2 separate regions of the Mus musculus genome follow, and region 2 is linked to region 1. The links are chromatin contacts, called in public HiChIP or PLAC-seq maps. All regions are on one chromosome and are shown on one strand. Each heading gives the region's core, a stretch centred on a gene start, on an enhancer-like site or on the middle of the called end of the contact. The rest is flanking DNA. Distances are from core to core; before and after follow the strand shown.

The links. HiChIP or PLAC-seq counts read pairs in DNA pulled down with a chosen protein or histone mark.
Region 2: a contact with region 1 is called in an H3K27ac HiChIP or PLAC-seq map of embryonic stem cells, with 6 read pairs. The contact joins the enhancer-like site here to the promoter of Zfp930 in region 1. A contact is called at or near these places in 2 of 484 Hi-C or Micro-C datasets (embryonic stem cells and myeloid progenitors), 2 of 115 datasets of contacts at active chromatin or transcription factors (both in embryonic stem cells) and 1 of 9 other capture datasets (adipose tissue).

The regions. Positions count from the first base shown.
Region 1 is chr8:69,206,866-69,214,194 of GRCm38.p6, forward strand. Zfp930 (zinc finger protein 930) reads left to right here and starts at 2,181. Exons shown (of 4, transcript NM_001013379.2): 1 at 2,181-2,294. The coding sequence starts at 2,292. It overlaps Gm39188 (a long non-coding RNA gene), which reads right to left and starts at 2,132. Exons shown (of 2, transcript XR_870488.3): 1 at 1,994-2,132.
Region 2 is chr8:69,306,154-69,313,193 of GRCm38.p6, forward strand. No RefSeq gene overlaps it. Among named protein-coding and RNA genes, the nearest start is that of D130040H23Rik, 39 kb to the left of the region's middle. Within about 2 kb of position 4,983, at least 3 of the 459 cell types and tissues checked have an H3K27ac peak or open chromatin away from gene starts, as enhancers often do. A contact at or near this core is called in embryonic stem cells, where this site is marked.

The DNA of each region.
Region 1 (7,329 bases), core at 931-3,430:
AAAAATACTCAACATACTCTTTGGTGTTGTCACAGTCCTAAGACAGACAGCAGCTAGGGTTAGTTAAAATGAACTCTTTCTGGTCCTGCATGGAAGCAGCTGTGGCCTTCCTCTGAGCCAGCCTGCTCAGAGGCAAAAGCATAGAATGCTCTTCTGAGCATAGAATAGCTCAGCATAGCTGTTCATCTAAGTACGTCTACTGTGCAAATAGGTGACTTTTCCTGTATGTTTGCGAGAATTGTTGCATTGATATATCTGCCTTTAAGAGCATACATCATAATTAATAGGTAGTATTGGCCATAATTAACAGGTAGTATTGGCTCCTAAGTAAGCTACATTCACAGTGTCATTTACTTGTGAGGAACCTACCTGACTTCAGTTTGAAGGCAGGAGCCATTATGCTGTATTGCTCAAAATACCCCATTTACTGATTTGCTCTATTTAAGTCTTTTTCTTGGAGCCTGATCTGCTTGACCCCTGGCCTCTTCATATTTCTGAGAACATCCTGAACATACCTGACCCTCTATGGTGACCACATTTTTGTTCCTTTGGTTGTTTATTCCTGTATTTTCTTATTGTCTCATTGTCTGTTTTCTGTAAACCTGTTTGGCAGAAGCTTGTGATTTTACTACTTAAAAGAGGCACTAGAAGTGGATTCAGGTCTGGTTTCCTTACAGCACTTAGGATCCAGTTGATGGCCAGCTCTTAGGTGGTTCAAGTTGTCTCAAAATCGTGGTAGTGGTCTTATTCTCCCTGGGTTCAATTAACATATGAGTTTCAATTATGACCTTGAGGTACAAGATGAACGTGCCAGAGACATTTCCTTCTGTCTTTTAAAATAAATTGTATATGTTCCTGTCCAACGCTGAGCTAAGAACACCACCAAATCAGGCAGAACTCTACGCGAATGTGTCCAGGCTCTCTAAAGAAAACCCCCATGCTTCCTGTCTTTTATTTTTGTTAAATGATTTCCCTGCTTTCTGCTGGTAAGAAATATTTCCAAGTTTTTCTGTCTTGTCTGTTATGATGGCTATTCTTGGTAGACAAACTGACTACAAATTAACTAAGACCCAAAAAGTTGCATATACCTGTGAGAGATTTTTCTTAATTAAAACTTATGAAGTGGGAAGACGCTTCTGGGTCTTTTGAGGCGATAAGATCCACCTTTAATCTGGGCCACACCTTCTGGTGACAGTCCACATAAATAGAGAAGAAAGAAGCTCTCTCTCTCTCTCTTTCTCTCTCTCTCTCTCTCTGCCCTATCTTTGGTTAGCAAGTTCATTCCTTTAGAGCCTCCTTCTTTGAAAATGTGGTATACAGTGAAGCCCAGCTTAGACACGCAGCCTCATGGACTGAACTACTGGATTCTTCCAATTTTAGTTGCTAGACAGCACTTGTTGGTCTAGCTGGACCACAGCCTGCGAGCCGTTTTAATAAATCCCCTTTCTACATACAGAGAGGGAAAGAGACGCTCATTTTTATCATTTCTGTTCATCTAGAGAACCTTGACTAATACAGCTGCGTTTTCTCACCTTAACTCAGAAAAATGTTAGGAATAGTGTTCATAAACAACATTCTTCCTCGAACCATTTCTTTCTAATTATTCAAGTTACCGTGGAGACTACACTTATCATTAGTGTTAATTTGTCAAGAGATAGACCTGAATTTCAGGAAGAAAACTCCTATAGGGATGGATCCACCATCCAGCCTTCTTGTGGGAGAAACACATTTCATTGTGTTTGTGATGTGGTTCCAGGTTTTCTCTCAGGATTGTCCAGTGTACCTTTGCCAGCCAGGTAGAACGTAGCTGTAGCTCACCTGACCTCACCGTGAACCCACAGAACAAACATTTGTTTTCTAAAATCTCCTTAATTATTAATATCGTGGGCACCCTTCCACTTGTGGGACAGGAGAAACACTCCACTCCACATTTTGTAATGTGCTATTTAAACTAGCTACCTTGTGTCAAGGAGGAAAAGGGGAAAGTGCCTACCACGCAAGGAAAGATAGAAGTGAAGCTACCTCAGGTCAAGAGCAAGGACTCCTGAAATGCAAATATCTGCAACAGGAAATACTGTTCTGTGCTGTTCCTTAAACTCCAACGCCAAAGGAGGGACTCTTGTCACTCAGGCCTCATCAGCCAATGAGAACCTGCAGTCGGAGCGTCATCGGGGAGGCGGGCTCTTCCGGGCGCCAGGCTCCAGGCTCCGTTCCGAAGCTGGGAAAATGCAAGCGGTTCTTTGCGTGTAACAGGATCTGTGAGGGGTGCACGCGAGCTTGGAAGCCACGCTATGGTGAGCAAGGGACCGCAGTCTTGGGAGAAGTGGGCTGCTGAGCCTCGGCATCCCTTTTGGTAGGCTACCCTTGGACTGGATGGAAGCTAGTGGGCCAGATGTGGAGTTGTATGAAGTCCCATGCGGTCTCTGTAGTTCCCTGTACCAAAGTGGTGACCTCTGAAGAACTTCACCCTGTGGGCAGCGTCTGTGTAGAGCTTTGGGGACATGGTGTGTGCGTAGAAACATCTTTGTAGCCAACATCACCGTGCTTCTTGTGCATCAGAGGACGGCAGGTTGCCGTTTTAGTTTAGCTAGCATCTCTAGAATTTCTGTTCTTCGGATTTCACATTTGGAGTTAATTTTGTGGGTATTGTGCATGGAATCTTATGTGTTGGTAGCACTCCACTATTTTGCTGAGATGATAATGCAAAGGATTTACCAATGCTTCGGAGAGAATAAGTCACACAGAGTAGAGTTTAGCTAAAGGTGGGCTGCCTCTGAAACACCCAAAGATATAGTGTATTAATGAGGTCTGTAAGAGATGAAGTGCTAGATACGCATGTTTGTTCACCAGGATTGTCTAGACATTTGGCTCCAACCATAAGGAAGGAGACAACCCTGATCTTAAACAGCCGCTAGACCGATGCCCTTAAGAAGTGGCAGGAGACCAAGAAGCTGCTCAAAGGAGCAGGTAGGGTCATGTAACCAACATTAAGGCCTGGTGTGCCATAAAAGTCCTGTTTTCTTCTTAGGCAGTGGCTGCTTTCTATGGATCCTCTTATATAGATGCAGCCAGTTGTCCTTTTGTTAGCAAGCCAGACAGCAGTATGGTCTTCACTGTAGCAGCATCAAGATCTCGGCCTGCCTGCTGTGGGCCTCTGCGTTTATTAGTTATAAGGAGCCGTCACATCATTACTACATTATCTGCTACACACAGCGCTGACCTGAGCTGGAGAGCTGACCTGAGCTAGCTGCTCCTCAGCTTAACACCCAGCTCAGTCCTCTTCTAACTTCTTAGTGTGCTCTCTATGATTTCCCACCCCAGCTTTTATCTTTTCTCCTTTATACTTTTATAATCTTTCTCAGTCTGGCATATTCACCTAGGGACCCTGACACTGAAGAATGGTCTACTGTTCCAGGATACTGGTGTACTTAAGAAATAGTCCTGGGAATACTTTGTTGTGTAAGCCTCTCTTCTGCCTAAGTAACCACTTAGCAACTTAAAATTGGACTCTCCTGTCTCTATGTGAATTGTTCAGCGTGTAACCTGGGGCCTGACGCAGCATATGTAGGATGGAAAATGTGTCCTAGGCTGGCTCCTCTTTGAGCACCAGCCAGTGCTGTATGCATGCTATTCTTCAAGAATTTTTCTTCATTAATACCTTACGTTCATCAAGTTATTTCTCTCTGGGCAGACACATTAATTCTAGAACACCTGTACCTCCTGCAGAAAAATGTTTCTGAGGCTCTGTCTGTTACATTGTTTCAGGTAGCCTTGACCCTAGATACAGACAAGTCTATATGTCCACAGGGTATATATCTTGCTGTCCACTTGACTAAAATTAAAATTCTAAAATTCTTAAATTAAGGGGTTATACCATCATAGAGTTTTAAAATGACCAATTTGAGTCACTTAGACCACAAGAATCATTTAAGCAGTAGTAAAAGGATTTGTGTGTGGAGCATGGTCTCTACTTTCAGACCAAAATAGGAGCAACAGTTTATTGTATACAGTGCAGGGGGAAATGGGGAAGGCAATAGCTAGATCACAGACTGAAGTTTAAGGCAGTCAGCTCCAGTAGTCCCATTATGAAGAAGGTCCTGATTGAAGTAGGAGGGTGGTTTTGTAATTTTTCGACATGTATTGATTCATGCCATGTGAACGAAGACAGATCAGATTGGTGGGTGTACAATTTGGGGAGGTTACCTTGAGCCAGTTGATATCGAATTTCCAGCTAAGGAACTCTCCTATGCAGATATGTGCAATCCTGGTTGAAATAGTTAAGCCAGCTCAGAGGTTTGAGATATAGGCCCTCACTGCCTGTAGCTGAGTGTGTCAGGTTACAGACCCCAGCAGCTAATATTGTGTACAGGAGCAAGGTCAATTATTAATTCTCCCTGCCCCTCCCTCAGATCCATAACTTTATTTGCTTTTAAAAAGAAAATTAAAGCAGTTCCCGACACTTGCTAGTGGTCTTTGTGTCTACACAGCCTGTGATTTGTGAAATAGAATAGAAAAAAAAAGTTAAAATATATTAGAGCTTTGAGAGGGCCCTAGATCATTTAATGTCTCATTCTGTATATGAGAAAATTGGAACTCAGAGAAGTTCTGGGACTTTACTAAGACAATATCCACTTCTTCATCACAGAATTGCTTAGTGTTGAGTTTGCTACCCCACCTTAACTCTGGGAACCTGTGTGCTACCAGCCCCCACCCAGAGAATATTGGCTCTTCGGATGAAAAACCCAGGCACACACACTGCTCAATTTCAACTTGCCTTGTCAGTTGCTGGGCATCATTTATCTTCTGAGGCAAGCGTGCCCTCCCCAGTACTCTTGTCCCACCACCCTAAATCTGTCCTCAACTTTAGTTGCTCGGTTACTTAGCTCAATGGCTGCTAGCATCTTTATTGATGGGTCAAGAACCAATTAGGCAATAGGACCTTAGCATCAGAACCTTCTCTATAGCTTAGTGTTTTTTAATTTCTCTAATTAAAGAAGCAGTTATCCATTGAAACAATGAAATCTACAGAGAGAAATGCCTCAGACATTCCAGGTTCTCTGCCCCTGCTTCTTTTTTTTTTTTTTTTTTCCCGAGACAGGGTTTCTCTGTGTAGCCCTGGCTGTCCTGGAACTCACTCTATAGACCAGGCTGGCCTCGAACTCAGAAATTCGCCTGCCTCTACCTCCCAAGTGCTGGGACTAAAGGCGTGCGCCACCACGCCCGGCTCTGCCCCTGCTTCTTAATCCATAAAGGCCCAGGGATATTGCTTTGTTCATCTATCTATCTATCTATCTATCTATCTATCTATCTATCTATCTATCTATCTATCTATTATTTAATTTATGTTTAATTTTCATTAATTACTTTACTTCCCCATCAGAGCTTCCACTCCCTTCTCTCCTTCTAGTCCCTCCCTCTCACCTTTCCTTCTTCTATGCACCTCTTTCTTACTCTTCAGAGAAGGGGACACCGCCCATGGATATCAACCCATCTTGGCATATCAAGTTGTAGTAGGATTGGACATCTAAAGGCAGGCAACAGAGTCAGACACAGCCCCTGCTCCTGCTGTTAGCGGTCACACATGAGCACCAAGCTGTATATCTCTTATAAATGTGTAGGGGGACTATGTCTATCCCATCATGTTTGCTGGGTGGTGGTTCAGTCTCTGTGATCCCCTATGTGCCCAGCTTAGTTGATCCTGTAGGTTTTCATGTGGTGTTCTTGAACTCTCCGGCTCTTTCCTTCCTCCCTCTCTTCCACAAGATTTCCCCAAGCTCTACCTAATGTTTGGCTTTGGGTCTCAGCGTCTGTTTTCATCATCTGGTAGGTGAAGCCACTCAGATGATTTTTATGTTAGCCTCCCTTCTGCAAGTATAGCAGAATAATATTAATAGGGTCAAGGGTGGGCTCTCTCATGGTATGGGACTCAAGTTGGGACAGTCATTGGTTGTCCATTCCCTCACTTTCTGCTCCCTCTTTTATCTCTGCACTTGTTTTGGCAAGAAAAAAGTGTGGGTCAGTGGTTTTTGGCAAGGTTGGTATCCCCATCCCTCTGTTGGAAGTCTTGCCTGGTTACAGGAGTGGACCATTTCATGTTCCATATTCCCTCTCGCTAGGAGTCTTAGCTGTGGTTACCCTCATAGATTCCTGGGAGTTTCCATTGTCCTGGATTTCTAGCTTGTCACAGAGATATTCCCCCCACCTTCTTCCAGTTCTTTTTCCCAGTCCTCTCTCCCAGTTCTCTCTCCAGCTATTCTCTCTACACTGGGACACTCCTGTTCTTCCCTCCACCCACTCTCCCACCCACTTCTCTTCTTCCATCCGCCTCAGAGGTCTGTTTTATTTCCCTTTCTCAGCAACACTCAAGCGTTCTCCCTTGAGCTCTGTTTGTTACTTTGCTTCTTTGGGTCTATGGGTTGTAGCATGGTTAGTCTTTACTTTATGGATATTTATAGGTCACTACACACCATGTTTGTTTTTCTAGTCTTGGTTACCTCACTCAGGTTGATCTTTTTTAGTTCCATTCCTTTACCTGCAAATTTTATGATGTCATTGTTTTTAATAGCTGAGTAGTAGTCCATTGTGTAAATTGTACCATATTTTCTTTATCCATTTTTCAATGAGGGACATGTGGGTTGTTTCTAATTTCACAGTATTATATATAGATCTTCTAGGAAAATAGGTGAGCAGGTGTCCTTGTTGTATGGTGGAGCACCTTTTGGCTATATGCCCAGGAGTGGTATAGCTGGGTCTTAGGGTAGAAATCCCCCCCCTCTGCCCCCCTTTTTTTTTGAGAACCCTGTGGAGGTTTGAATATGCTTGGCCTGTGTGAAATAGGACTATTAGTTGGTGAGATTTTGTTGGAATATGTGTATCCTTGGAGAAAGTTTCTCTCTGTGTATGGGCTTTGAGGGCCCCTAGTGCTCAAGCTATGCCCAGTGCAGAAGAGACCTTACTCCTGGCTGGCTGTGGAAGATAGTCTTTTCCTGTCTGCCTTTGTATCAAACTGTAGAACTTGGAGCTCTTTCTCCAACACCACCATGTCTGCATTCATGCTACCATGCTTCCGGATGTGATGCTAATGGACTGAACCTCAGAAACTGTAAGCCAGCCAAATGAAATGTTTCCTATATAAGTGTTCCTTATATAGGAAACTTAGGTATGTTTCCTATATAAATGTTGTCTCTTAACAGCAATAAAACCCTAACTAAAGCTGGGCAGTGGTGGCGCATGCCTTTAATCCCAGCACTTGGGAGTCAGAGGCAGACGGATTTCTGAGTTCAAGGCCAGCCTGGTCTACAGAGTGAGTTCCAGGACAGCCAGGGGTAC
Region 2 (7,040 bases), core at 3,733-6,232, 100 kb after region 1:
TGTTTCTCATTTCTGGCTCTTATGAATAAAGCTGCTGTGAATAGAGTTGAGCAATTGTCCCTGTGATATCGTGGGTTATCTTTTGGATATATGCTCAGAAGTGGTATATATAGGTCTTGAAAGAGAGCTATTCTCAATTTTCTGAGAAACTGCCAAGTTGATTGGCTGTACAAAGTTTGGTTACGCATGTTTATACTCCCACCAGCAGTGGCTCCACATCTTCCCCAGAACGTGCTGCTCCTTGAGTTTTTGATCTTAGCCATTCGGATGGGTGTAAGAAGGGAATCTTAGGGTTGTTTTGATTTGCATTTCCCTGATGACTAAGGTCCTTTAAGCGCTTGTCAGCCATTCTGGATTCCCCTGTTGAGAATTCTGTACTTAGCTTTGTACCCCACTTTTTAAAAAATTGGTTATTTGGTTCAATGGTGTCTAACTTTTCAGTTTTTTATAATTATGGATACCCTCTTTCAGATGTAAGGGTTGTGAACATCCTTTCCAGATCTGTAGACTGCTGTTTTGTCCTATTGACTGTGTCTTTTGCCTTACAGAAGCTTTTCAGTTTTATGAGGTCTCACTTACCAATTGTTGATCTAGGAGCCTGAGTTCTGGTAGTTGTCTCCTGTATCAATGAGTTGAAGGCTATTTCCCACTTTCTGTTATATTAGATTTAGTGTATTTGGTTTCACATTGAGGTCTTTCATCCACTTGGACTTGAGTTTTGTGCCGGGTGATACATATTGATCTATTTTCATTCTTCTACATGCTGATATCCAGTTAGACCAGCACCATTTGTTAATGGTGTTTTCTTTTTTCCATGGTATGGTTTACCTTCTTTGTAAAAAAAAAAATAATAATAAAAATCAAATGTCCATAGGTATGTAGGTTTATTTCAGGATCTTTGATTCAATTCCATTGATCAACCTGTCTGTTCCTGTACCAGTATCATACAGTTTTTATTACTATTGCTTTGTAGTAGAGCTTGAGGTCAGGAATGGTGATACCCACAGATATTCTTTTATTTTTCAGGATTATTTCAGCTATCCTGGGTATTTTGTTCTTCTGTATGAAGATAAGAATTGATTTTTTAAGGTCTGTAAAGAATTCTATTGGAATTTTGATGGAAATTGAATTGAATCTGTAAGATTGCTTTTGGGAAGATGGCTATTTTCACTATGATAATCCTACTGATCTATGAGCATAAGAGATCTACCATCTTTTGATATTTTCCTGTATTTCTTCCTTCAGCAACTTCAAGTTCTTTTCATATAGATCTTTCACTTGCTTGATTAGAGTTACACTAAATTTTCAGTATTTGTGGCTAATTTAAAGGATATCACTTATATGTACTATCATCATATGCAAATAGTGATATTGTGACTTCTTCCCTTCCAGTTAGTATTTTTTTTTGACCCCCTTTTATTTTCTAATTGCTCTGGCTAGGACTTCAAGTACTATATTGAATAGGTAGGGAGGGAGTGGGCAGCCTTGTCTAGTCCCTGATTTTAGTTGGATTGCTTCAAGTTTCTCTCCATTTAGTTTGAAGTTGGCTACCGGTTTGGTGTATATTGCTTTTATTATGTTTAGGTATGGGCCTTGAAGTCCTGATCTTTCCAAGACTTTATTGTGAAGGGGTGTTGGATTTTGTCAAATGCTTTCTCAGCATCTAATGAAATAATCATGTGGTTTTTTTTTCTTTGAGTTTGTTTATATAGTGGATTACATTGATGGATTTCCATATATTGAACCTTCCCTGCATCCCTGGAATGAAGCCTACTTGATCATGATGGATGATCATTTTGATGTGTTTTTGGAATCAATTTGCGAGAATTTTATTGAGTATTTTTGCATCGATATTCATAAGAGAAATTGATGTGAAGTTCTCTTTCTTTGTTGGGCCTTTGTATGGTTTAGGTATCAGAATAATTGTGGCTTCATAGAACGGAATTGGGTGGAGTACCTTGTGTTTCTATTTTGTGGAATAGTTTGAAGAGTATTGGAATTAGGTCTTCTTTAAAAGTCTGATAGAACTCTGCATTAAATCCATCATGTACTGCATTTTTTTTTAGTTGGGAGACTATTAATGACTGTTTCTATTTATCTAGGGGACATGGGACTGTTTAGGCTGTTAATCTGATCCTGTTTTAACTTTGGTAAGTGGTATCGTATAGAAAATTTTCTATTTCATCCAGGTTTTCCAGTTGTGTTAAGTATAGGCTTTTGTAGTAGGATCTGATGACTTTTTTAGATTTCTTCAGATTCTGTTGTTATGTCTCCCTTTCTATTTCTGATTTTGTTAATTAGTACATTGTCCTTGTGCCCTCTAGTTAGTTTGGCTAAGGATTTATCTATTTTGTTGATTTTCTCAAAGAACCAGCTCCTGGTTTGGTTAATTCTTTGTATTGTTCTTTTTTTTTTTTCTATTTGGTTGATTTCATCCCTGAATTTGATTATTTCCTGCCATCTACTCCTCTTGGGTAAAATTGCTTACTTTTGTTCTAGGGCTTTTAGGTGTGCTGTCAAGCTGCTCATGTATGCTCTCTCCAGATTGTTTTTGGAGGCACTCAGAGCTATGAGGTTTCCTCTTAGGACTGCTTTCATTGTGTCCCATAAGTTTGGATATGTTGTGGCTTCATTTTCATAAAAGTCTAAAAAATCTTTAATGTCTTTATTTCTTCCATTACCAAGTTATTGAGTAGAGTGTTGTTAACTTTCCATATGTATATGTGCTTTCTATTATTTATGTTGTTATTGAAGATCAGCCTAAGTCCATGGTGATCTGATAGGATGCATGGTATTATTTCAATATTTTTGTATCTGTTAAGGCCTGTTTTGTGAACAATTATATGGTCAATTTTGGAGAAGATACCATGAGGTGCTGAGAAAAGGGTATATCCTTTTGTTTTAGGATAAAATGTTCTGTAGATATTAATTAAATCCATTTGTTTCATAACTTATGTTAGTTTCACTGTGTCTCTGTTTAGTTTCTGTTTCCCAGATCTGTCCATTGATGAGAGTGGTATGTTCAAGTCTCCCACTATTATTGTTTGTGATGCAATGTGTGTTTTGAGCTTTACTAAAGTTCCTTTCATGAATGCGAATGCCCTTGCATTTGGAGCATAGATATTCAGAATCGAGAGTTCACCTTGGTAAATTTTACCTTTTATGAGTATGAAGTGTCCCTCCTTACCTTTTTGTGGATATCTTTAGTATGAATGTCGATTTTATTTGATATTAGAATGGCTACTCCAGCTTGTTTCTTGGGACTCTTTGCTTGGAAAATTGTTTTCCAGCCTTTTACTCTGAGGTAGTGTCTGTCTTTGTCACTGAGCTGGGTTTTCTGTATGCAGCAAAATGTTTATGTAACCAGTCTGTTAGTCTATTTTTTTAATTGGGGAATTTAGTTCATTGATATTAAGAGATATTAAGGAAAAGTAATTGTTGCTTCCTGATATTTTTGTAGTTAGAGTTGGAATTTTTGTTCATGTGACTCTCTTTCTTTAGGTTTGCTGAAGGATTACTTTCTTGCTTTTTCTAGGGCATAGTTTCCCTCCTTGTGTTGTACTTTTCCCTTTATTATTATTTGAAGGGCTGGATTTGTGGAAAGATATTGTGCATTTTTTTTGTCATGGATTATCTTGGTTTCTCCATCTATGGTAATTGAGAATTTTGATGGGAACAGTAACCTGGGCTGGCATTTGTTCTGTCTTAGGGTCTGTATGACATCTGCCCAGGATCCTTCTGGCTTTCATAGTCTCTGGGGAGAAGTCTGGTGTACTTCTGATAGGTGTGCCTTTATTTGCCCTTTTTCCCTTTTTACTTGATCTTTTTCCCTTAATGCTTTTAATATTCTTTCTTTGTTTTGTGCATTTGGTGTTTTGATTATTATATGACTGGAGGAATTTCTTTTCTGGTCCAAACTATTTGAAGTTTTTTAGACGACTTCTTGTATGTTCATGGACATCTCTTTCTTTAGGTTGGGTAAGTTTTCTTCTACAATTTTGTTGAAGATATTTACTGGCCCTTTACGTTGGAAATCTTCCTTCTCGTTTATACCTATTATCCTTAAGTTTGGTCTTCTCATTGTGTCCTGGATTTCCTGGATGTTTTGGGTTAGTATCTTTTTGCATTTCCCATTTTCTTTGACTGTTGTGTCAATGTTTTCTATGGTATCTTCTGCACATGAGATTCTCTCTTCTATCTGTTGTATTCTGTTTATTATGTTTGCATCTATGGCTTCTGACTTCTTTCCTAGATTTTTCTATTTCCAGAGTTTTCTCCCTTTGTGATTTCTTTATTGTTTTTACTTCCATTTTTAGATCCCAGATGGTTTTGTTCAATTCCTTCACCTGTTTGGATATGTTGTCCTGTATTTCTTTAAGAGAGTTATTTATGTCCTTCTTATAGTCCTCCATCATCATCATAAGAAGTGACTTTAGATCCATATCTTGCTTTTCTGATGTGATGGTGTATTTAGGACTTGCCATGGTGGGAGAATTGGGTTCTGATGATGCCAAGTAACCTTGGTTTCTGTTGCTTCTGTTCTTATGCTTCCCTCCCCACCATCTGATTATCTCAACTGCTCCCTGCCCTCAATATATCTGATTGGAACCTGTCCTTCCTGTAACCCCAGTTGAGTCAGAACGTCTCAGAGTCCAGCTTTCTTTATGATCCTGTGATTCTGGGATCCTGTGATGCTGAGATTCTGGGTGTATCAGAATTCTTGGCAGCCATGCTTCCTCTGAGACCTGAGATCCTGGTGTGACCAAGCTCCTGGGAACCTGGGATCCTAAGATCCGGGGCGTGTTAGAGCTCCTGGAAGTGGTACCTCCTCTGGGGACCATGGGGCTGTCTGCTGAGTTCGAAACCAAGGTAGACCAGCACCAACTGGAAGGAACCTGAGCCACTGGTCGGGTGGGGTTCCTGTGTCCATGCTCCAGTTGGCCCTAGGCACTACCGGTTCTGTTGAAACAGATGTTGTGTTCCACTCACCAGCAGTGATCCTAAGTTCCTGGGCTTGCCAGGGTGCCTGTGGGGTGGAGAGTCCTTTGGAGACCGTGGGACTGTCCCCTGACTTCAGGCCAAAGGTGGCCCGGCCCCCTCATCATTTGTAATTCCAAAATAAAAGTCAGGGAGGTCAAAGAACAATCATTCACTGGTCTCTTTTCCTTCTGACCAGCCTGAAAGGAGTTGCAGGACAGTCTTTCAAGCCCTAGGCAACAGAGGCCGATTTCGGTGTTCAATGCAATTTGCAATTGCATAGTGTGAGGTAAGCCTGGTCTACAGGAGGCATTGCTCTAAACAGAAAAAAGAAACAAATAGCACTTGAGAAAAATGGAATAAAATTATTAATGACCAGAAAACATTGGAAAGTAGAAACAAATAGAGATTATAGAAGTGATGCATTTAATGATCATTATTTTAAAAGTGATACAAATAATTTACCTTTTAAAAAGGTAAAACTAACTGGAAAAGGCTTGGAAAAAGAAGAGGCCCTTCCTAGGAGAGAAAATGCCATCAATAAGATACTGATTGACCTCATAGAATGAGTTTGGCAATGAACCTTCTTTTTCTATCTTGTGGAATAATTTGATGAATATTAGAATTAGTTCTTCTTTAAAGCTCTGACAGAATTCTGTGCTAAAATCATCAGGTACTGGGCCTTTTTTGGCAAAAGACTTTTAATGATAGCTTCTATTTCCTTATGTATGGGTCTGATTAAATTGTTTGCCCGAAGGCTTATATGTTTAAAACCTACTTTTAATAAGAGTGTTTAAATGCTGCAGCTTACTTTCTAGCCTGTCACCCAAAGGTAGGGGGGAAAAGATGTTAAATAGGACAAGGGGATGTGGACCTATTTAGAAGCAGGGTTTTTTGTTTGTTTGTTTGTTTTTTGTTTTTTTGAGGTGATTTAAATCTCCCGTTGTCAGGATACCAGCAGTCCTGTCAGTAGTGTCCCGATACCAAAAACAAATCAGTAGCAGTGGCAGGATCCAGCGGAAATAGCCAGGACTCCAACCAATCAGCATGAGTCAGCTATGTTGATCAGAATCAGCTGGAAGCCAGAACTTTTCTGCCAAGCTTCTCTCAACAAAGAGAACATCAGTGAAGATGGGAGACCAACAGAATATTGCAAAGCTAGCTATGCAATTATGCCATCACTGTCCCTAGAGTCCTATTTATATTCTAACCAAACATCACTTTTCCTCCTATGGGTCTTGCCTCAATAAAAGACCACATAGTCTGCCTCACATGACATATCTGCAAACTTTCACTTCATTTACCTGATCATGATTTTGCTTTGGTAAGTGATATCTATCGAGAAAGTTATTCACTTCATTTACATTTCCCAGTTCTGTACATTGTAGGTTTTGGAAGTATGCCCTAATGATGCTTTGGATTTCCTCAGTGTCTATCATTATGTCCCCATTTTCATTTATGATTTTAGTAGTTTGGATATTGTCTCTCTGACTTTCAGTTGGTTTGACTAAAGGTTTCTCTACCTTGATGATTTCCTCAAAGAACTACCTCTTGGTTTCATTGATTCTTTTTATTGTTTTTTGTTTTTAATGTATTGACTTCAGCCCTGAGCTTAATTATTTCCTGCTCTCTATTCCTACTGGGTGTACTTATTCTTTTTTTTGTTTTCCAGAGCTTTCAGGTGTGTTATTAAATTGCTAGTATGGGATCTCTCCAAATTCTTTATAAAGCCACATAGTGCTACAAACTTTCCTCTTAGCTGGGCTTTCATTGTCAGTGAATTCTAGAAAGTCAATTTCTTTCTTCTTCCTTAGTCCAGTGGTCAAGGAACACACAGGTTTTTCTGTTTCCACAACTGTGTAGGCTTTCTGTCATTTCTGTTGTTGAAGTCCAGCTTTATTCAATGGTGGTCTGAAAACATACAAAGGGTATTTCAATTTTCTTGTATGTGCCAAGACTGGCTTTGTGGCCAGGTATATTATTAATTTTGGAGAAGACTGCATGAGCTGTAAAGAAGAAGGAATATTATTGACTTTGGAAGAAATGTTTTGTAGATATCTATT